Linked DNA regions of Triticum aestivum: region 2 is linked to region 1. A link is a contact called in public Hi-C data. All regions are on one chromosome and are shown on one strand. Each heading gives the region's core, a stretch centred on a gene start, on an enhancer-like site or on the middle of the called end of the contact. The rest is flanking DNA. Distances are from core to core; before and after follow the strand shown. Region 1 holds the start of LOC123070504 (AP2/ERF and B3 domain-containing protein Os01g0693400). Region 2 has its middle 8.3 kb from the start of LOC123070505.

Region 1 (5,491 bases), core at 222-2,721:
AAGCTAAGCTAGCCTTCTAGGGCTTCCTCAATTAGTATACATTTTCGGAAAGATAAGATTTACATCAGGGCATGCAACAACATGACAAATAAACAAACAAAGTTGATGATACCGACAAGGGACTAATTAAGCTAAGCTCTACCACCTGAATTATGCGAGCAAAAACCGCCGCCTAGCTGGAGAGAAGAGATCGATCGAGCTAATAGTTCCAACTCTACGCTAGCGCCAGCTCTATGCATTGCTTCTTGAACGCCACTTTCGGAGGCGGCGACTTCACCAAGTCTCTGGCCCTCTTGCACCCCGGCATCCCCTGCTCCGGCGACGCCGGCGCTGTCAGAAGGTCGACGCCGAAGAGTCTCACGGCCTTCTGCACAGGTGCCGACTGGTCCACGGGGTCAGCGGAGGCGGGGCTGTTGGTGTCCGGTCGCAGCTTGCAGTCAATGAAGAGCTTGGTGTCTTCGCCGGTGCTCCCGGCGGCGGAGCGGTAGAACCCGACAACGTCTCCGGCGCCAAGGCCCTTCTCCTTCACGAAGCGGCTCCAGCCCTTGGTGAGGACGTAGCTCTGGCTGCTGTTCCAGTACGAGTAGCGGAACCGCCACACCTTGCCGGCGGCGTCCTCGAAGTTCAGGAGCAGGCCCTTGCTCTCGCCGCCCGCGGCCGGGAGCTGCAGCGGGAAGTGCTTCTCGGCGTGCTGCTTCGGTATCACCAGCCTGTTCAGCTTCCCGACGTCGCTGGGCGTGACCGTCTTGTCGAACAGGTGCTCGCGCGCGGCGGCCGGGGAGGGGGTCGAGGCGTGGCCGTCGGCGCCGCGCGAGGTGGTGGGCGCGGAGAGCGCGGCCGACGCGGCGAAGGCGCGCTTGCTCTGGGCGAGCTCGTCGAAGTAGGTGTGCTTGCGCAGCATGTCGACGACCTCGGCCTTGGAGCGCGCGGCGAGGAAGCGGAGCTCGGCGGCGGCGTCGGGGTCGGCGTCCGCGAGCGGGCGGAAGTTGGTGACGGCGTCGCGGCCGCGGAAGCGCTGCGCGGCGACGTCGTAGGCGCGCGCGGCGTCGGCCTCCCCGGCGAACGTGCCGAGCCACACGCGCTGGTGCCGCTCGTAGATCTGCGCGCCCCACCGCCCGTTGGGCTGCGGCACCACGCCCTTGAACCTGGACGACGGCAGCTTCCCCGCCGCCGCACGGCCGGCGCCCGCGCCGCCAGAGTCGGCCTCGGAGCCCGGCTCGGCCGCGTCGAGCACGGCGCTGGCGCCGCTGCCCATGCGCTCGAGCGGCCCCGCCGCGGCAGCCGCGGCGGCGGCCAGCGCCTTGAGCTTGTCCGTGGAGGCGCCGCCGCTGCTGGTGTCGTCGGCGAGGCAGCTGGTGCTGTCCATTTCAGTAACGGCGCGACACTGGCAGCACTAGCTGTGGAGTATGGCTGTCTCTTCTGTTGGTAACTGATGCTATGATGGGGTATCAATTGTAGGACGCTGAGGGGAGCGCGCGCGGGGGGATATATAGGAAGGAAGGATCCCAGCGGCAGGGTGGGGTGGGTGTCGTGTATGGCATGGGTGGTACGGTGCCACTCTCTCCCCATGCCCATACCATGCTCCGCGTGGCTCAACTCATGGTTTGCTACCTGTATTTTGTTCTGCTGTTTTTAGGCTCGAATATTTTTTTCCCTGGCTTTCCGGTGAATGCAAACCATATAAAAATGCTGCTGCTGTGTTGGACTATGCATTGACGTCACCCCCGTGGGCTGAGGCTGGATCGAGACATAGATACGTGGTCAGAGCGTGGCTCGCCGATGGGCTGGTGTTGGTGTGGGTCAGTCAGCTCATGGGTTCGGTCGCTCAAGGGCCATCTATCTATCGCTAGATGATGAAGGTAGATGGATAGATATATCGTAGCATGGTCTACGGATGGAAAAGATTGTTCTTGTTGCAGATGATGTGTGCCGGCTAGCTGGCCGCCCCATGGGCGCAGCTGTTTGCCATGTCACGCCTGATACCTTCTCCTTTCTATATGGCTTTGCTTTGGAGTGTCCCTTTTTAGATGAGGTTTGTGGCGGAATTAATGTTGCTTACGCAAGTGGATTGGGCTTATGCGTGTTTTCAGATAGATAGATGGATAGATGAATGCTGTGTGCTGGCTTGTCGCAATGTGACATGGACTAGCGAGGACCCTATTTCTGGAAGTTTTTGGAGGCGGCTGGTCATTTACAACTTCACCATCCACAGGAAAATTATTAGCCCGGGAAGGGAACGGTACAAACAAGAAACTAGCCAGAAACACCCATGCAATGCATTTGTCCGTCCATACGTGACAGGGACATGATCCGGATCGACCAGACAGAAAAGTCCAGCACTTGCTCGCCAGGGAGTAGATAACACACTACACCGGTACTCTGTTGGTTTAATCATCATAGACAAAAACAGCTAGCCAGGTTACTACTAAGCCGCTGCCTCCAAGATAATGTTTTGTGCTACGCCGGTGGTTGATAAGTCGGCGCACGGCACGCAAAGCTGCTTAATAACCGGCCGGCAACTGAGTTTTCCTGGGTGCACTAGCTGTGCTTTGTCTGGACGTCGCGGAAATAACAGCGGCGATCGACAATTCTGGTCAGATCTGCTCGATATGGCGGAGCTCGTCGTGCAAGTGGGCGGGCTACGAAACAGTAGAGCAATTGCAAATTTGCAACGGCGACACTCACGGCTCGGGGAATTCCAGATGCATTACGTGACTACTTGTACAGCTGTGGCCTCTAACTAAGCCGTGTAGCGGAAGTTGAGTACGTACTAGTAGTAGTGTATACTAGACGAGAAGAAATGGAAACGGCGACGTGTATAATTGGCGTTTTTTTTTTTCAGCCGGAGACTTTCATCTCTGCGTGTTTTTCTCGGTAGACAGCTGAAACTTGAAATGCATGGCGTGCCTGTTGCCAAGTTTCGGGCAGCTAGTCACACTAGAAAATGGGAAGACTATGGGTAGAAGAAACTCACTCAGCACGCGTGCAAAGGCTCTTCTCATTGGCTGTGTGGTTGAGTTGCTCAGGTTCATCGGGTCATTGTCTTGTCTTGGAGAAAAATATCTCATGGAATGGAACGGATTTAATTACATGGAGAATAGTAGTAGTGTTGACCTGTTGGGTAAGGGTTGACTGACTTTGTTTTCCTTGTGTAGGATGTGAAGCTCCCCCACCCACGGATTTGCTTGGCTATGTGTTATGGAGAATAGTACGTACTACTTGACTGACTTTGCGTTTCCTAAAGTGGCGTTCAAGAGGGCCTGAGTGAGGTTTCAGGTGAGATTTCCATCAGTAGGAACCCTCCATTTTATCAAGAGGTGGGGCCATGGAGTAGTACTTTATCAGGTGATGTTAATCCATGAAAAGATTATCTTTGTTAAGAAATTTGAACAAGTTCTTTGTAAGAAGAGTCTTGTTATGCACAAGGATAGTGAGATTGCATAGTCTTCCTTGCGGCTTTGGCTTGCAAACGTCATCCCAAGAAATGAGGGCATGCCCTTGGTGCCTAAGATACTTGTTTAACTGATTGACCACTCAAACAAGGGAGAACGTGAAGAAAATGAGCATAGCAGAGAAAACTGTTTTGGTCATTAATACACTCCCATCATAAGAGACCAAAGTGGAACATACGATAACGTTCTCTCATTTCTTTGCATAACGGGATTAAAGTCTTTAATTCTTGGCTTCTTTATCCCCACAAAGAGCATCAGATAGGTGAATAGAAAAGATACTTGATGAAAAGTGCTAGTTATCGACCAGAGGGGGGGGGTGTGAATAGGCGATTTTTTTGAAAGTCTTCGAAAGATGCAAGATCTTCGAAGACAGACAACCAAACAACACCCATTCAATATGCATCAGAAGATAAGCTACGCTAGACATGCCATAGTCAAGTAAACAGTACAATGAAAGCGCGAAGACTAATAGAAGCTCGGTAGAGCAAATCGGAATGGGAAGACAGTATGAAGCCAAACACATGAATGTCTTCACACAATGAAGTCAAACAGATCAGGGAAGCGAGCAATGACCTCACGAAGACAAACTGAAATGTAAAGGAGGTGGGGGATAGAATCGGTTGCTTGGTGAAGACAAGGATTTGGTAGACCAGTTCCAGTTGCTGTGAAAACTGTATGTCTGGTTAGGGAGGCTGAGATTGAACTCAGAAGACCACGTCTTCACCTTATTCCTCTTGAGCTAAGGACACTTAGTCCTCGCCCAATCACTCAGGTAAGTCTTCAAGCTAGACTTCCAAACCTTCACAGACTCCGTTCACCAGCGATCCACAATGACTCTTGGATCCTCAGAACATGACGCCTAACCGACTGGAGGATACACAGTCCTCAAGCGTAATAAGTCTTCAGATCATGCAGATAGAAAGACTTCAGTGATGCCAACACTATTTGGGCTTTGGGTGTTTTGGGTTTTGTCCTTGCAAGGATTCACTCTCAAAGGCTTCGGAGGTGGGTTGCTCTCAAACGACAAAAGCCGTGTACTAACTCTAAGCAGCCACCAATTTATGGTGTACGGGGTGGGTGATACGCCTCCAACGTATCTATAATTTTTTATTGTTCCATGCTATTATATTATCTGTTTTGGATGTTTTATATGCATTAATATGCTATTTTATATTATCTTTGGGACTAATCTATTCACATAGAGCACAGTGCCAGTTTCTGTTTTTTCCTTGTTTTAAGTTTTACAGAAAAGGAATATGAAACGGAGTCCAAACTGAATAAAACTTTTGCGATGATTTTTTTTGAACTAGAAGACATGCGTAGGACTTGGAGATGAAGTCAAAGGAGTCCCGAGGAGGTCACAAGCCTCCAAGGCGCGCCCTAGGGGGGACGGCCCCTAGCTTGTGGGCCCCTCGGAGGTCCTCTAACCCTAATTCTTGGCCTATAAATTCCCAAATATTACCAAACGACCAGAAGCGTCCACCAAAATACTTTCCCGTGGCCGCAGGTCTCTGACCTGGTGAGATCCCATCTGGAGGCATTTTCCAGTACTCTGCCGAAGGGGGATTCGATCACGGAGGGCTTCTACATCAACCCTATTGCCCTTCCGATGAAGCGTGAGTAGTTTACCGCAGACCTACGGGTCCATAGCTAGTAGCTAGATGGCTTCCTCTCTCTCTTTGATTCTCAATACAATGTTCACTTTGATGTTCTTGGAGATCTATTCGATGTAATCTTCTTTTGCGGTGTGTTTGTCGAGATCCGATGAAGTGTGGATTTATGATCAGCTTATCTTTGAATATTATTTGAATCTTCTCTGAATTCTTATATGCATGATTTGATATCTTTGTATTTCTCTTCAAATTATTGGTTTGGTTTTGCCAACTAGATTGGTAGTTCTTGCAATGGGAGAGGTGCTTAGTTTTGGGTTCAATCTTGCGATGTCCTCACGTATTTACAAAGTAGGGGTAGCAAGGCACGTATTTGTATTGTTGCCATCAAGGGTAAAAAGATGGGATTTTCATCATATTGCTTGAGTT
Region 2 (5,591 bases), core at 1,053-3,552, 310 kb after region 1:
ATCGAGTATCGAACGTACGACACCTCCGTGTTCAGCACACGTTCAGCTAGGTGAAATCCTCCGCCTTCTTGATCCAGCAAGACGGCGAGGTAGTGGATGAGTTCCGGCAGCATGACAGCGTGGTGATGGTGATCGTGAAGCTATCACCGCAGGGCTTCGCCTAAGCACTAAGAAAATATGATCGAGGGTGTAAACGGTGGAGGGGGGCGCCGCACACGGCTAAACAATTGTCGTGGTTGTGCTAGGCGCCCTCCTCCCACATATATATAGGTGGGGGGAGGGAGGAGGCAGCCTGGAGGCGCCCCAAGTGGGGCCGAATCCCATTGGGGTCCTGCCCCAAGCCGCGCCCCCTGCCATGTATAGGTGCGTGAGGAAGGCAGGGGAGGGCGGCGCCCCCCCCCCCTTTTCCTTTCTCACATGAGGAGGGAAAGGCAGGAGGGGCCACCCCTCCCCTTTCCTTCCCCTAGGGCCGGCCAGCCAAGGAAGGGGCGCACCAGTCCCCTTGTGGGATGGTCTATCCCCCTCCCCCCTTGGCCCATTAGGCCCATACACCTACCGGGGCTATTCGGAACCCCTTCAAGTGACCCGATGACTACCCGCTGTGCTCCGAAACTATTCCGGTGTCTGAATACCATCATCCTATATATCAATCTTTACCTCTCGACCATTTTGAGACTCCTCGTCATGTACGTGATCTCATCCGAGACTCTGAACAACATTCAGTCACCAAATCATATAACTCATGTAACACTATATCGTCAACGAACGTTAAGCGTGCGGACCCTATGGGTTTGAGAACTATGTAGACATGACCGAGACACCTCTTCGGTCAATAACCAATAACGGAACCTGGATGCCCATATTGGTTCCTACATATTCTACGAAGATCTTTATCGGTCGAACCGTTATGACAACATACGTAATTCCCTTTGTCCATCCGTATGTTACTTGCCCGAGATTCGATTGTCGGTATCTTCATACCTAGTTCAATCTTGTTATCGGCAAGTCTCTTTACTCGTTCCGTAATACATCATCTTGCAACTAACTCCTTAGTCATTTTGCTTGCAAGGCTTCTTATGATGTGTATTACCGAGAGGGCCCAGAGATACCTCTCCGATACTCGGAGTGACAAATCCTAATCTCGATCTATGGCAACTCAACAAACACCTTCGGAGATACCTGTAGAGCATCTTTATGATCACACAGTTACGTTGTGATGTTTGATAGCACACAAGGTATTCCTCCGATATCCGGGAGTTGCATAATCTCATAGTCGAAGGAATATGTATTTCTCATCAAGAAAGCAATAGCAATAAACTGAACGATCAATATGCTAAGCTAAGAGATGGGTCTGGTCCATCACATCAAGAAAGCTACTACCATTAAGGCTCTTACTTATGTCCCTCCTATTAAGTTGCATGATGATTCGTGTGTCGCTAAATCCATCCTTGACTGACCTCTATGCTAGAGGAAAATAGGCCGTTGAAAGCCCAATTTGAGAATGGTCTTGTATCTTTCATTCAAGGCTAAAATGAGAATTGTGTTTGACCCCTCTTCTTGGAAGAAAATGAACAAGAAGAGAACAAAAAGAAGAAAATCGGTCCAACTCCTACGCCCCAACAAGAGATAGTCTTTTGCCGGTTATGATCCGCATTTCGGTCAATTCCATGTGATCGTCTTTAAGAGGAGCAATCTCAAATTTGTGTTTGCTTGGCATGTTGAAGACAACCTTTACATGGTTGATTTCTCAAAAGAGGAAACTCATCTTACAATATGTCTAATGGCCAAAGCCAATGTGGGGTGGCTATGACACCGACGGCTAGCCCACGTTGACAGGAGAAATTTACAAGCTCTTAAAGGGGAACACATCCCAGGCCGGTGCATGCCCCGGTACGCTGCGTGGGCGATGCTCTCGGACGGCGCTTTAATGCCGGATCAAGTACGAGAGAAAAATATTCAGACCGGTGCGCGGACTGATGTGAGACTTTGTTGAATGATAAAACACGTCAAACCCTTATGATCCGGACGGATGGGAGGCTTGAGGGTCCGCGTTGAAGATGACCTCCTGACCCATCAGAGGCATTGCAGGTTGCAGCTGATGCGATTCTCTCCCGATGCTGAACCAACGGAAACTATTTCTAAACAGTGTCCCGGATTATTTTTTAAATTTCTTTTGGACAGTGTCAAGGATGGCGGCCGCCAACTTGCATGTAGGCTGGCGACGGAGGGGCCGGGCCAGCCTCCAGTATGGGGCTCAAAAGAAGGCAGGTGGGCAGGTGGATGAGGGAGGGGGCGTGGCCTTCACATGAAGTGTGGACCAGGCCAGCCAAGTGCATTCCCCCCTGAAACAATTTGCAGCTGCTGTGCCTGTCTCGTGCTCACCGCTGACATTGCCCGCTGCTTTCTTCCAATTCATTTCCGCCTCCTGCTCTTGTTTCTTTCTCTCTCTGTCTCTAGGGCTTATCTCTCTATATCTTAAGTATTTTTCTATGCACTACTCGAATAATGCAGAGACGCGCGCATGGGCCTCTTGTCTTTTAGGATGGGAGGCGAGATTCTATCTGCGATTTGGCTGTTAGTTTTTTGCCAATTGTGTTGTGTTCCAGATAAGGGCCAGGCCGATGAGAAAACAAGATAACTTAGCTGTCCCCTCCAAAGCCACTTGTTTGTCTCGGCTGGGTGAAAGCCTATCTATCTATCTGGCCTATGTGGTAAACTAATTGTGCAGGTGGCTAGCGGTTTCATTAACTTCTAAGTAGCTCGCTCCATCTCTCCCTTGTTAAAATTTACCCGAGTAGCACACACTGGCATTTTTTCTCGTAATAGTAAGAAGGAAATAATCGGTGCGTCCTCTGCTGAGCTCATTATCTCAGGTAGTAGCTCGCATGATAAACATTTGCATTTAGCACCTATGCACGTGTTTACACGTCATTTTACGTCTGTAAGAGAGAGAGAGAGAGAGGGGGGGGCGGAAACTGCGGACGTGGATCCTCTGACTTTGCAATCCCTGTCATACCCTGCCTTTGAGTCACTGACAGGTGGGCCCCATGCTTTGTGGGACCCGTGTGTCAGTGACTCAAAGGTAGGCTTGGCCACGGCAGGGGATCCTCGTCCGGAAACTGCTGGGAGGTGTGAGGTGTGGAGCAGCTGCATGATTTGGACGGAAGTGAAAGGGATAATTAGGCGCCGCTGATGGAGCACCTCGATTTTCTTGTGCGCTGACGGATTCTTTCTCTTTCTCTTGGCGGGAGTGCCGACGGGCAGTGAAGCAACCGACAACATCATCAGGAGATAAGCTGCCTTCTGTTGGGCGTTGGCCTTTGTCTGTCCATCCATGGAAGCGCGAGTTTTCCTTCTACACGCTCATAGTCAATGTAATTAAAAAAACGATCTAATAAAATAGAAATAGACTAAGCAATACATTTATACGTCAGCACACTAAAAAAACAGTAGAAGTAAATATCATTCTACAGTATAGAAGCCAGAAAAGTGTCCAATGGCATTAGTTTGAGGGGATAGCGTAATTTGGTGCGGGCTCCTATATATTCAACGTTATTACTGTATATAGTACTACTACCATGCGAAAAAAGTTTACTCTACTCTTATATTGTATAGTAGGAGTACTACTAGTTACTCTACTAGTACTACTAGTGCGGAGTATACTTAAACAAAAAGTACTCCGTAATAAAAATCTGGCACCACGTACCCGTCCTTATCTCACATGGCGCCATGCATATGCCGTGTCTTTCCGTGACTCTCGTTGTACCACTGCCGCTTAATTAAGCACGACGAGACGATCCGGCCGAGTCTCTCTTCTTCTTCTTTTGTCATGGCGCGTCGACAAGGGTTCCTCCAGCTCAACAGCAGATGGAGCCAACACACGTTGCAAATGGTGAATATAGTAGTATTGCTGCAACAACACATTATGCCATGATCACGCCGCCGTGGATGGCCGTGGAGGGTAGATCGGGCGGGAAAAGGCGTATGTACTCCTCGTCTGCACTGCACGTCCTCACCAAAAAACAAAAGGCACGCGATATTTCCTAACGCACATCTTTTTGTAATCTTCAGTTAACTATAATAATCTAGCTGTGTGTGTGTGTGGGGGGGGGGGGGGGGGGGGGGGGGGCTAGCTTTCACTCGGCCCGGTGCCCGCACCGCATGCAATGGATGCTCGATAAACACATGCGGCAGGATTTTGCTCATACTTGCAAGCTTCGGTTTCACATCACATCCACGCGATCGACCAGCTAGCTAACCTGAGCCAGGGGCGAACCTATCCGGCTGACCTGGCGGTGGTTAGCGTGCAGTACAAATGCAATATGTATGTAAGCTAGTAAAGTGTTTGGGCGATCAAGGCATGTGAAGACTGGCCGGCTGGAACAAGGAGATAGAAAACGTGGGCTCTTTCCGTCATCGTCGGTAGACGATATGATTAGGCTAGGCGCATATTTAGCCTGCCCGCGATTCAAATGGTTTGTTTAGGACAGGAAGGCCTTTTGACCAGGCGGGGGGTGGTTGGTGTTGGAGGAGGAGCCCCCCTGCTCTGCTGTGCCATTTGTTTTTCTTGTACGTCATCTCATCTCTACCTCCACGCATATGAAGATTGTTTTCCACAGGTGTGAACACTAATCACGGACGAGCTGATGGAGTCTTATAAATCTGCCCGCTCTGCTTTGTGCGTGGATCGGTTCGCGAATCACTTGTGTCACAGAACTTCCTAAACAATGCCTCGCGGTTTCCCTGTATTCTGACCAGAGCTGGGCTGGTTTCCCGGCCGGTCTGTCAAAGTCGTCTCGTTGGCTGCAGCACGCATGTTCTGACTTGACTTCCAACCATCGTCATAAGCTCAATTTTGGGACGACGAGATTCAACATTCAAGCGCTGGACAGCTACATACAGATACAGTATTAAGCGTAGACTTTCGGAGCCTATGATGCAGCTCACCGGAAGCACCATGGACATATGTACCATCGCTCACCTATTACGTTACAGTGTGCGTACTGCACTGCTAGTACTATGCCATCAGTGATCTCCAACAGTGTATCAGCGACCGATCATGGCAAGAGGGGGCGAGCAACAGCGTAAAGTACGTACGTGACAACCTTAATAATCTGAGCCGAGGTACGGCCCACACTCCACAGTGGAATGACTGGAACCCATCACAGGCACAGCGCAGGGTTAGGGTTCTCTTCTCCTGGCTGGGCGTCATATTTCCCTCGTGAAGGGAGTAAAGGCCGACCAGTGAGCCAGCCAGCCAGCCGTATAGGGCCTACGTGTACGTTGTCGCACCGCACCGCCACAGTTTGCGCTGCGTCTCTTGTCTAGTTGTGTTAGTGTTCCTGCTGCCTATTAGTGCCCGTGCTTTTGATCACAGTGCAGTGCAAGCAATGTAGGCTCGTCATGTCTAGGTAAGTTGGCCAGATTGGCTCAGTGCTTCCGGCTTGCCACTCATGTGCAGTGCGGTAGTCTCTCTTTTAAAGCGAGGCTTGCTATCTCTGCCGCGCTCCTTCTTGTCAGCGCTAAACTTGGTTTTGCAAGCCACGCTTTGTTTCGCTAACACAAGACAAGTGGTACTCCAAGCCTAACAT

The links. A called contact is a pair of places that touch in the nucleus more often than the background predicts.
Region 2: a contact with region 1 is called in a Hi-C map of leaf, with 4 times the contacts expected there. The contact joins the enhancer-like site here to the promoter of LOC123070504 in region 1. A contact is called at or near these places in 3 of 5 Hi-C or Micro-C datasets (all in leaf) and 1 of 1 datasets of contacts at active chromatin or transcription factors (leaf).

The regions. Positions count from the first base shown.
Region 1 is chr3B:484,887,777-484,893,267 of IWGSC CS RefSeq v2.1, forward strand. LOC123070504 (AP2/ERF and B3 domain-containing protein Os01g0693400) reads right to left here and starts at 1,472. Exons shown (of 1, transcript XM_044493744.1): 1 at 1-1,472. The coding sequence starts at 1,366. The coding sequence ends at 215.
Region 2 is chr3B:485,192,654-485,198,244 of IWGSC CS RefSeq v2.1, forward strand. No RefSeq gene overlaps it. Among protein-coding and RNA genes, the nearest start is that of LOC123070505, 8.3 kb to the right of the region's middle. Within about 2 kb of position 2,303, at least 5 of the 8 cell types and tissues checked have an H3K27ac peak or open chromatin away from gene starts, as enhancers often do. A contact at or near this core is called in leaf, where this site is marked.